4 separate regions of the Sus scrofa genome follow, and regions 1, 2 and 4 are each linked to region 3. A link is a contact called in public HiChIP or PLAC-seq data. All regions are on one chromosome and are shown on one strand. Each heading gives the region's core, a stretch centred on a gene start, on an enhancer-like site or on the middle of the called end of the contact. The rest is flanking DNA. Distances are from core to core; before and after follow the strand shown. Region 1 holds the start of EIF4G2 (eukaryotic translation initiation factor 4 gamma 2). Region 2 holds the start of CTR9 (RNA polymerase-associated protein CTR9 homolog). Region 3 holds the start of USP47 (ubiquitin carboxyl-terminal hydrolase 47). Region 4 holds the start of ZBED5 (zinc finger BED domain-containing protein 5).

What was found. HiChIP or PLAC-seq counts read pairs in DNA pulled down with a chosen protein or histone mark.
Region 1: a contact with region 3 is called in an H3K27ac HiChIP or PLAC-seq map of alveolar macrophages. The contact joins the promoter of EIF4G2 here to the promoter of USP47 in region 3. A contact is called at or near these places in 3 of 5 promoter capture datasets (fetal liver, fetal skeletal muscle and liver), 1 of 47 Hi-C or Micro-C datasets (embryonic fibroblasts) and 2 of 2 datasets of contacts at active chromatin or transcription factors (alveolar macrophages and skeletal muscle).
Region 2: a contact with region 3 is called in an H3K27ac HiChIP or PLAC-seq map of alveolar macrophages. The contact joins the promoter of CTR9 here to the promoter of USP47 in region 3. A contact is called at or near these places in 1 of 47 Hi-C or Micro-C datasets (heart right ventricle) and 1 of 2 datasets of contacts at active chromatin or transcription factors (alveolar macrophages).
Region 4: a contact with region 3 is called in an H3K27ac HiChIP or PLAC-seq map of alveolar macrophages. The contact joins the promoter of ZBED5 here to the promoter of USP47 in region 3. A contact is called at or near these places in 1 of 5 promoter capture datasets (fetal skeletal muscle) and 2 of 2 datasets of contacts at active chromatin or transcription factors (alveolar macrophages and skeletal muscle).

Annotation. Positions count from the first base shown.
Region 1 is chr2:48,665,279-48,668,035 of Sscrofa11.1, reverse strand. It overlaps EIF4G2 (eukaryotic translation initiation factor 4 gamma 2), which reads right to left and starts at 1,446. Exons shown (of 22, transcript XM_021083319.1): 1 at 1,300-1,446. The coding sequence starts at 1,446.
Region 2 is chr2:48,728,210-48,730,981 of Sscrofa11.1, reverse strand. It overlaps CTR9 (RNA polymerase-associated protein CTR9 homolog), which reads left to right and starts at 1,502. Exons shown (of 26, transcript XM_021083325.1): 1 at 1,502-1,930. The coding sequence starts at 1,886.
Region 3 is chr2:47,582,461-47,585,174 of Sscrofa11.1, reverse strand. It overlaps USP47 (ubiquitin carboxyl-terminal hydrolase 47), which reads left to right and starts at 1,282. Exons shown (of 28, transcript XM_021083314.1): 1 at 1,282-1,407. The coding sequence starts at 1,297.
Region 4 is chr2:48,622,959-48,625,658 of Sscrofa11.1, reverse strand. ZBED5 (zinc finger BED domain-containing protein 5) reads right to left here and starts at 1,357. Exons shown (of 3, transcript XM_021083322.1): 1 at 447-1,357.

The DNA.
Region 1 (2,757 bases), core at 197-2,696, 1.1 Mb before region 3:
TCGTCTTCCATTATAATTTATTTCAGAGCCTGACACTGCAGTTGACTGAACTTACACTGCATTGCAGAACTCCTAAGACTCAAGAAGGTTCTCAAAACACAGGAAAATTGTTTTACTACCTGGAAGTTCTCGGTGTTTGAAGATGCAAGGAAGAACCTACACAGCAATAAACGAAGAGCTAAATGGCTAAGAACTAGTCTTTGAAAAAGCCACACACTACCTCCTTTACAACTAGACACCGAGATCAATAATAGAAAGTCTAACTCTGATACAGAGGCACGTTATGTGGAAAACGTAGTTGTTACTGCCTCCGGGACGAGCAACAGACTACATGAAGGGCTTAACTGAAGTCTTGGGTTCTCACCGCTGCCCATGCTCTGAACTAGGCGCAGAGGGCTCGCGGGAAGACGCGAGGCACCGGGTGCACAGCGCCTGGCACTAGGCAGGCGGAAGACCAGGGCCACAACATGGCAGCAAGAACCTCCACCCAATTTTTTCCCTTCCTGGGAACAAAAGAGCAGTGGATTCCTCCCACCCGGGCCGAGTTAGGAAGTGCTTCCGACAGCCTCCCGGCGAAGCTGCCGGGGGCAAGCCTCGGGGAGGAGCGGAGGCCGCCCCCGCGGCCCAGCGCCCGGCTCTTTGTTCTCAGGCAGGAAGACGGCCTCCTTCCCTCCAGCGGCCCCCTCCCACCCATAAATCCCCGAGGAACTGACAGCCGCCTCACCGCCGCCTCCCCAGCCGACAAAAGCTCAGAAAGCCTCGCTTTCCCTCCTCTCCCGTCACAAGAGAGGCCGCCGGGGCAGGCCCTTCGCTCCCCCACCGCGGGCAGCCCGGCCGCTCTCCCCGCCGGCCCCGGGGCCCCACACACCTCCCCGCCGGGAGCTGGGCTCCGGGACGCCTCCGCCTCGGCTGGTCCCGCGCCAACGGCCGAGCCCTCCCCGCCGGGCCGCGACCCTCCCCACAGCACGCGCGGCCCTGCCACGCTCTCTCCCTGGCCGAACACAGCCGCGCTTCGGCCCGCCCCGGTCCCGCGGGTACGGCCGCCGACAGCCACCGAGACTGTCGGGGGCCGCCGGCTCCTTCTATTCCATCAACAAGGGGAAGAGAAGACAAGGGCGAGGAAGTTCCAGGTGCCCGGAGCGCGGAGGAAACGCTAAAAAAGGGTCGCCCCACCCGGCTCCGCCTGCGTCCGCCATTTTGTACCACTCGAGAAGAAGCGGCCAGGGACGGCGGCCATTTTAGAGCGCTCCACTCGGCGGCGGCGGCGGCGGCGGCAGCGCCAGCGGCGGCTCCACTCACCTTCACCGAGAACTCAGCAGCTGCCGCCGCAGCTGCCTCCTCGGATCCGGTCGTCGGGACGGGGAAGGGAGGGGAAAGGGGAACGGAAAACAAAAAAGGGGGAGGGAAGGGGGAGGAAGGAGTCGGGACCGGCTTGAAACGCTCAGCTCAGAGGAGTCGCTGCTGCAGCCACCACCCGATACTCGCCGCCACCTCCATAGAGCTCCGACTCGCTGCTGGCGCTGAGGCGTGTCTGAAGCCGAACTTATCACTCTAGGGCAGCCGAACCCACCAGAGCCGCCCCGAATGGCTCCTTCGCCACCCAATCAACAGCCGGGCTGATGTTCGCCACCAATCGGCACCCGGCCGTGGGGAGGAGTCACAGAGCCAAGCTCGGTTGCGGCTCGACTCCGCCGCAGTGCGCAAAGCCATATTCGCGAAGGCTCTGAGGCCAAGCCAGTGGCGTAAGGGGAACTGAGCGCGGACGAGTTGCGGACCACTTGCGTAAAGTGGTAGAGCCCTCTGAGTCTGCGTTGGTGTGGCCGCCTGGTCTTCCTCCTGTCTCTTTGTTCCAGGAGTCCGTATCCCATGCTGGAGTTGGACAGTCCCTCTACCTGGTTTTCTCACCAAGAATGTGGGAAGGAAATTTGTCCTTCCACCCGACCCGATTCCTGTCCCTTGCGTGTGCGAGTCTTGATTTTCCTGGCGCCCCCGAGGAGCAGAGATTGCCCTTGGCAGGCTGGGCCTCCCTGGGAGCGGCCTGTAGGGCTGAGGCTCTGCGCCCCGGGGCGCAGCGCCCGGAATGACTGGTCTCCAGGTGCTCATCTTCGGCAGCCTTTGGATGGGGACGCCCGGAGACCAGACGGTGCACCCAAATGCGTTAAGAAAGCTTCCTTCAGCTCCCTATTTAGTCCACCCCCTGCAGAGTGAATGAGAAAGGGATGAAAGGAAGGGTTTTATTGTCTTTGTACCTCACTAGACAAGCAGCTTTCCCCAAGGGAATATCCGGCCAGCGGTGGTACGGGAATACCCAGAATATGCCAGAATTCTTTGGAAGAAGTGTTTGCGGAGCGCGGGCGTCTGGAGGATTTTAATTGCTAGCTCCTGATTTGTTTATTTTTTAAGCACGTTGAAGACTGACAGCTTTATATTTCCATTTTATATAAGGTCTATCCTACAAATAGGATTCGGCTTTTCAAAGCCGTCAAGTTGAACTATTTATACTTCTCAGGTAGTATTTTAAGGGAGAGGTCCAGTAAGATGAAGTATTCCATCGTTTGCGACATTTTAGCTATACAAAAATGGAGTCATGTCTCTATATACTTAAACAGCAGCTCTGTCCCCAGCTTCGTTTTGAACACAAAACGAAGTTCTTGATACAATGTGTGATCAGAAGCAAGAAAGTGTGTGCGCGCGCGCGCGTTTTACCTGAACGACTTTTAAAGAAAATGTCCAATAAAGAGGCAGGATTTTTATAGA
Region 2 (2,772 bases), core at 253-2,752, 1.1 Mb before region 3:
AAAAAAATTAAGCAACTGAATTAAATATGTAAGTGTAAAGTACATACTGGATTTCCAAGACTTAGTATAAAAAGAAGTAAACTGTCTCAGTTTTTGTATTGCTTACATGATGAAATTATATTTTGGATATATTGAGTAAAACAAAATATTTTACTAAAATTAATTTCATCTACTTTTTCTTATTTAATGGGGCTACTAGAAAATGTTAAATTACCTACATAGCCAGTATTATGTCTGTATTGGACAACTAATCGATATATATTTCAATGAATTTTCCACTTAAAGGTTTCAGGGGAGGTAGGAGGAAACACAAACATCAAATTGTTTTTTTGTTTTGTTTTCTTTTCTTTTCTTTTTAGGGCTGCACTGGCAGCATATGTAAGTTCCCAGGCTTGGGGTAAAATCAGAGCTACAGCTGCCAGCCTACGCCTCAGCAACAAGGAATCCAAGCCACGTCTGTGACTACCTCACAGCTCATGGCAATGCCGGATGCTCACCCACTGAACAAGGCCAGGGATCCAACACGCATCCTCATGGACACTAGCCAGATTCAAGCGGATGAAGTATTGGGTGAGACAAAGGGTATTGCAGGAAAGTGATGATATTGGTTTGGGCTAGAATGGAGGTGGTGGAGATGAAGATGATACATACTGGTAAAACTGACAGTGTTTACAAATTTATTTAATCAGATTCCTCTCTGGCTCAATCAAAACACTGATTACCAGCTAATTTAATCACATTATAATTTAATGAAAACACGAATTTAAATGTATTTAATTAAATTCTATGACTTGGAGTTCCCGTTGCAGTTCAGCAGGTTAAGAACTCGACTATTACCCATGAGAATGCAGGTTTGATCCCTGGCCTTGATCAGTGGGTTAAGGATCCAGCGTTGCCATGAGCTGCAGTGTAGGTGGCAGAGTGACTTGGATCGAGCATTGCTGTGGCTGTGGCATAGGTCAGCAACTGTAGCTCCAAATTAACCCCCAGCCTGGAAACTTCCATATTCTGCAGGTGAGACCCTAAAAGGAAAAAAAAAAAAAATTCTACAACTTAAAACGTTGATCACAAATGTAATCCAATTATTTAACAACTTTATTAAAACTACAAATCTAGCAGATTCTCAGAGATTCTCTTTGCTTCAAAGAACCAAAAGAAAAAAACAAAAGCAAAATTCACACAATACATGATCACAATGATGACAGAATTCGTTGTAATGTATATTTAAACTGATCACGGAGGTAGCACAGGTGACTCCGCGAGCAGCCAAAGGAGCAACCAATGATTGTGTTACAGAAGGTTGTACTCTTTATGACAACCTAGATTAAGAAAACGAGATTGGCCGGGCCCACCTTGGCAGAGGCCAAGTCCGAGGCTCGGGGGCGGAGTCAAGCTCAGGAACAGATGGCTATAATTGGCCAGAATTCCCATGTCAGTTAGCGGCCAGGCCCCTAGTCTTCACCTCATTCGTCGCCCGCCTACTGTAGGCGGAGCGGATACTCCCTCGGCGAATTTATTCCAGCGTCAATGAGCCATTAGGTTCAGTAGCCTCAGGGCCTCGGGGAAGTGAACGCGCCAACGGAAGCCCGGAGCCCTCCTCCTAAAGTCGGGGAACCTGAGCTACCGGAGGAGGCTTCCCTTCCGACAGCCCCTCCCGCGGGGAAAGTTCCGGGGCAGGAGGCGGGGCTGCCGGAAGTCGCCGGACGCCGTCTGCTGTTCGTTGTTTGAGCGGCTGACGGGAAGGAGAAGCCCGAGCTCCGGCGGCGCCGCGGGGCGGCAGTCAAGACCAGAGTCCGAGCTGCCGCTAGCCTCCGGAGAAGCAGAAGCCAGGAGTACTGCCTGCGGAGCGGCGGGTTCGGACGCCCGCTCGCCTTCTGATCTCACCATGTCGCGGGGCTCCATCGAGATTCCCCTCCGGGACACTGACGAGGTAAGTGCCGAGTATGGGGGAGGGTGGGGGCCCTGAACTTGGACGATTCCCCCCCCCCTTTCTCTCGACTTCGTTTCCGAGGCGAGAGCACCCTCTCCGCAGATCGAACTCCCGGGGCCGAAGCTCTGATCACCTCCTTCCCCATCCCCTGTGCCCTCCCAGGCTGGGAACATCAGATCCCCGCAACCTCCGGAGGCAAGAGGGAGTTCTTGAAAGTTCCCCTCCAACCTGTTCGTATTTGGCAGTGCTCTGCTCTTTTCCTAATTCAGGGGCGCAGAGGTGTGAGTGCCTGGCAAAATGTAAGGCACCTCACAGATCGCAGAGGTGGGCGCTGATGTCACTGAGTTCTCTCTGCTGCTCAAACTAAGTATCTCTCCTGGGAATATGTAGGTTGTCGCCCTTTCTCCCTTAGAAACTCGAGTGTCATGGTGCCCCAGGTCTGCCGAGCAAAGCTCTGTCAGCGAAATAGGGACCCCAAGATAATAGCCGCTGCTGTGTGCTAGTAGAATTGACCCACTCTCCCTTCTTGTCATCTCTTTCATGAGTGGCCTATGACTTGTATGGGTAAAGCTCCCAGCATCGATGTTATCTTATTGGAGATCTCATACTCTTTTTATTTGATTATTTAGATACAATATTGAGATATACTTCACTTTCCATAAAATCCAGTGGCTTTCAGTAATATTTACAAAGTTGTCTAACCATCACCACTATCTAATTATAGAACGTTTTCCTACTATTATTTTTGTGCCACATTCAGGAGTGTGTGACACAAGTGCTGCCTCCATGATTGAGGTTTACAGTGGTATTCAACTTTGCATTGCTTCTAGAATTGTGCTTCT
Region 3 (2,714 bases), core at 33-2,532:
AGTGTTGGTATAATTATAGCCAGCTTATGTTGATTTTGTGTATATCAGGCAGTGTGTTGAATGTTTCAAAGGCTTTCTATCAATTTCCTTACCTATTAAATGAGGATAATAGTATCAGTTATGTATAAAGTTGTTGAGAGAATTGATTGAAATAATATGTATAGGCCTTCCTGCAGTGGTGCAGCAGAAATGAATCTGACTAGGAACCATGAAGTTGTGGATTCGATTCCTGGCCTAGTTCAGTGAGTTAAGGATCCTGTGCTGCTGTGGTGTAGGCCGGCAGCTGTCACTCCAATTAGACCCCTAGCCTGGGAACCTCCACATGCCATGAGTGTGGCCCTAACAAGCAAAAAAAAAGAAAAAGAAATACGTGTAAAGCACCTAGAACAGGGCTGGAGGTATATATGATATATATTCAACCAATCTTAACTATTAACTGTTTTGTGATTATTATCTTTACTGTTTAATACCAACTTTGCAAGATGGAGCTTTTTTTTTTTTTTTGTCTCTTTGCCATTTCTTGGGCCGTTCCTGCGGCATATGTACATTCCCTGGCTAGGGGTCGAATTGAAGCTGTAGCCGCTGGCCTACACCAGAGCCACAGCAATGCAGGATCCAAGCCTCGTCTGCAACCTACACCGCAGCTCATGGCAACGCCGGATCCTTAACCCACTGAGCAAGGCCAGGGATGGAACCTACAACCCCATGTCCCTGGCGGCTACAGCTCCGATTCGACCCCTAGCCTGGGAACCTCCATATGCCGTGGGAGCGACCCTGGAAAAGGCAAAAAAGCCAAAAAAAAAAAAAAAAGTTTTAATTTTTTCTATTATACTTGATTTACAATGTTCTGTAAACAAAGAGATTTGAAAAAATATAAAAATACATCTTTTGGCTGACATCAGGGGAGATAGAAAGTTACTAGTTGAATTTCAACAAAAGCTTTTCATGGTTGGTGGATAGAGTAATAAAAATAGATACTTGCATTAGTAAGAGTAACCAAAGATGTACTTATTCCATTAGGATCTACATTATCTTTGTGAGTTATCCCCCCCCCCCCTTATAACAGCCCATTAAAACAAAGTACAGAAATAACCTGAACATTGAATCATTTTAATAGCTTTTCACAAAGTATTACAGATTTTTAAAACCATGGAAACCTAGTCAATTTTATTGTTTCCACAACATTGTTAGTGAGAAAAACAAGGATTTTTAAAAAGACAATTAATTTAGAAAATAACTTACAATTATTTTAAATGTTTATTTCATCTTTTTCTTATCCTTTATTATGCTTTAAAAATGTTTTGTCATACACAACAGGACGTGTATATAACTTACGTAAGAATACAGCCATCTTTTTTTCCCCTTGGTAATAGAAATCTGCACTCAAAAGAAGTTTGGAGAGAACAGGTACGGGTAGGGTAGTAATGGTGTAGGTGTTAGGAACGTGGTGGGATTATGTTATCTAAGCATGATGTAAAATCGCTGTACCGTGGAAGTCTTCATGAAGGACGTCCCATCGGGTTTTCATAAAGGGAGGTTTAAGGAACTAGCAGGAATTGGGAAAATAACTATTGCAAAGTCTGTTTCCTCTAAAACAGAGCACAAGGCTTACTGCCAGAGGAGATTCAAGTACTCTAAAAACATTTTAAAAGAGGCTCCTAGGTGCAAACTGCAGCCCTACTCTCTATTCTGTCTAGAACAGCCCCAGACTTGAACCTGTCCGAGAAGGAAGTTCCCTGAAAAGGCCAGGAGAGTGTGTCTCTCTGAGGGAGGGGGGAGAGGGAAGGGTTGGGGAGAGAGTAATACCACTTTTCTGAGCCCTGGGCTGTCGCCTTCCCAAGCCGGAGAACGGCCTTGGTCTCACGAACGGGGTCCATGGGGAGGGTGGGGAGAGGGGAAAAGAAAACGTAGTCCTTTCTGGCTGGGACCGTGTCCGAGGGCGGAGGCCTGGTTCTTTTCCAGGCAGAGGCTGAGGGTCTGTGAAGAGGGGATGCGTTTTGGCGCTTTTCGAACGGGAAGGAAGGGCAGTGTTGGTAGTAAGGCCAGAAGAGCGGCTTGATGGGCAGGGACTCCGAAGAGCCCAGGAAGGCATGGAGGACCCTAAGGCCTGGTCTTTCCCCGCCGGCAGAGGGAGTCCCGAGATGGACAGTCCAGAATCCCTCTACGAAAAGCGTTTGCCTGGGAGCTCACCTAATTTTATACATCCCGAGGCTGAGTAAAAGCGGAGGTAATTAGACGCGAGCGACAGCTGTATCAGCACCTTGAGCGCTGAGATAGGGGCCCAATGGCCCGAATTCTCGCGAGAGCGACCGCCGCCATTTTTCCATTGATTGCAGCGGGCTGGGGGAGGGGCCGAGGACGAAGACGACGGCGGCGGCGACGGCGGCGGCGGAGCCTTGGGTCGGTGTCTGCGCGCTAGTGTCTGAGGCCCAGGTTGAGGCCTCCGCGGTAGCCCGAGCGCAGCTGGTGGAGAGGATGACTGCCGCTGCCGTTCGCTCCTGAGCTTGAGAGCCGCCGCCACCCTCCCCCTCCCCCGGCAGGGCGGAGAGGAGCGGCCAGCGTCTGAGCGATGGTGCCTGGCGAGGAGAACCAACTGGTCCCGAAGGAGGTGAGAAGCCTGCGGAGGAGGCTAGGCCCGAGGCCTGCGGCCGCTTCGGCAGCGCAGGCGGGGGCAAGGGGCCGGCTGCGGGCGCTGCTCCTGGGCCCGCCCGCCT
Region 4 (2,700 bases), core at 108-2,607, 1.0 Mb before region 3:
CACAGGAAAACGTCTCAGCACCCGACACTATCTTTCTCCTTCATCTCCATCAGTGATGGAAAGAACGGTCTCGGCTGCGGCTGGGCTGCAGTGCAGCGCAGCGCCGCGGCCCCCAGCTGAGCCCGCGGCCGCCATTTTACGAAGCTCATGGCAGCGGCCATTTCAGAGCGCACCGCTCAGCCGCCGCGGCGGCCCTGGTCCTCACCTTCACAGAGGCCTGAACAGGGTCAAGAGCCAGTCGTCGCGGACTGGAAGGGGAAAGGGTAAGGGGAGAGGGAGGAGGAGGGAAAATGAAAAACAAAATAGAGGAAAGAAGGATTCGGGGGCCGGGTGATGCTCTCAGCTCTGGGATATCGCCTATGCCACCTCCATAGGGATCCGATTCGCGGCTGGCGCGGTCGCTTGTCTGAAGATAAATTTAGCACTCCGCGGGCACCCGAACTTACAGTCTCCACGAGCGACTCCGTAGCCGACCAATCAGCAGCGGAATTGCTCCTCGCCACCAATCCGCGCTGAGCAGAGGGGCGGGACCAAAGGAAAGGACCAAGCTCGGTTGAGGCGCGGCCTAGCAGTCGCCGCCGCGCTGGATTCGTGCGCTTGCAGTAGCTGAACAAATACCCGACGTGAAGCGATTGTTTTCAAACTTCCCCGGGCTCGAGGCAGTCTGGGCGCTCGTTACAATGCAGAGTAAAGAGCATTTGTGATGCTGTAGGGCTGGACTGGCCTCGAGAAATCTGCGTGCCCATAAGCACTGGGGCTCTGCCCTGGCGGCGTTGATTTGGGTGGATTCGCAAAGCCTCAACTGCTGGGGATTTCGCTCTTTGTTCCCTGAGCCGCACCCCGGGCCGAGGTTGCGCAACCGCCTCCTCTTTTTCTTGTTTTCCCACTGGAATCCAGGCAGAAAACGCCCTCTCCCTTCCCCGCCCCTCCCCGACGCTGGCGTGTCGGGGGCCCCTAGGGGGCCGAGCTGGGAGCTGAGCCAGAGGTTGCCGGGGCGCAGCTCTTGGGTGACCATAGGTGGGGTCGGGGAGCCGGGTGTAGGAATTTGTAGGGATAGCGGCATCTCCGCAGTGTCAGCGGGAAAGAGTCCGCTTGCTGTGTCTTTGCGCCCCCCGCAAGTGGCACCCTCGCGGGAGGAACGCATAGAGCTTTGGAATACTCTGCTTGCTACAGCGTTCGGATGCTTTAAGCCTAGTTTTCTACGCCCCTCCTCTGTATTTAAAAACAACGCAGCAGAAGGCCTCGGGCTCTGTAGTCCATTATTCCATTTTGTGTGAGATCCGTCGTGGCGACCTATAGTCTATTTTTCCAAACTGGCATCTTAAAATATGCACATTACTTGGAAGGATTTTGTTAAAGTACATTAAACAGTGGGTCCCATTGTTTGCAGTATTTTAGCTTTTGGAGGGCCCGTGGAAATAACCAAATGAAAATTGGATCATCGTTGCAGGCACTGTACCAATGACAGAAAATTCCCAACCTGTGGTCAAAAGCAAGGGCAGCGTTTGCTTTCTTAGATATGCTTCTTTGATATGCGAATAAATTTCTTAGGTTTTGAAAGAAGTCTAACCTTTTATAACAATTTGTCTGGAGGACTGAAATAGACAATTTCCTACGACTGAAAATGATGCCAACATTCAGCCCTAAATGTTTTAAAGTCAGTTCAACATCTTCAGATCTTTGCCCATGGTAGGCTATCATGTGTCTTATTATTTTAAAATTATTCCTGTTGAATCAGCTTCATTTGAGCTTTAACCACCAAGGGGGAAATCATTTTGGGGAGGGGGTGCAATTTTATTTGAAGAGCAAAGAATTTTGTAATTGTAGGAGTTTTCTAGAATCACAGTAGTAGTGGAATAATATTGCACATTTTTCATGTTTTATATTTCAGAAAAGCTTTTGCATGTATGCTCCCAATTTAATCTTCACACATCTGGTTTACATCTTCATGAGTTGGAAACATCCAAAACAGATGATAACAAATTCAACTGAAGTCAAGTCTAGGGTTTAACCTATGTCCTAAAATTTGAAGAATCTGATAATTAAGGGGTTGAAACATAAAGAACTTTTTATGTAATTACTTAGTCAATAAATTACTATAGAATGTTTGTTGCTGAAACAGGCAAGAAAATATATAGACAATGTAGAATTTGGACCAATAATGATAATAATTTATTGAATACACAGTTATCGGCAGCAGCTGTTTCTAGCTGCACATGTTTAAGTGTACTAGCTCCTTTACTCTTCACAAACCTATCAGATGACTATGCCTGTTTTACAGGTAAGGAAATTGAGCACAGATTGGTAAATAAATTGCCCAAGTTCCCACAGCTAATTAACGGCAGAGCCAAGATTAGGTGCAATGTGGTTGTGGGAACTACAAGCCATGTGTGTCTGGGTAGAGTGTGTACGTGCATAAAACAATTTCAAATAAGATTACGGTAATATATTGGGTAAAAGCAAGTAGAGCTTCACCATTAAAAAGAAACTCAATTAGTTACCTGGAGCTCAAGTAAAATCATCACTGGAAGTAGTAACAAGTATTTTGACTGATATCCCAAATTTGCAGCCTTAGTTGCTGAAAGAGGTCTGAGATGGCAATTCCGTTCACATTGGTTGGGAGGGTTAGTTTGCATTGCAGTTAAACTTGCCAGAAGCAGATGGTGAGAGAGGGAGCTCTGGAGTCAGTGTCCCACTCCC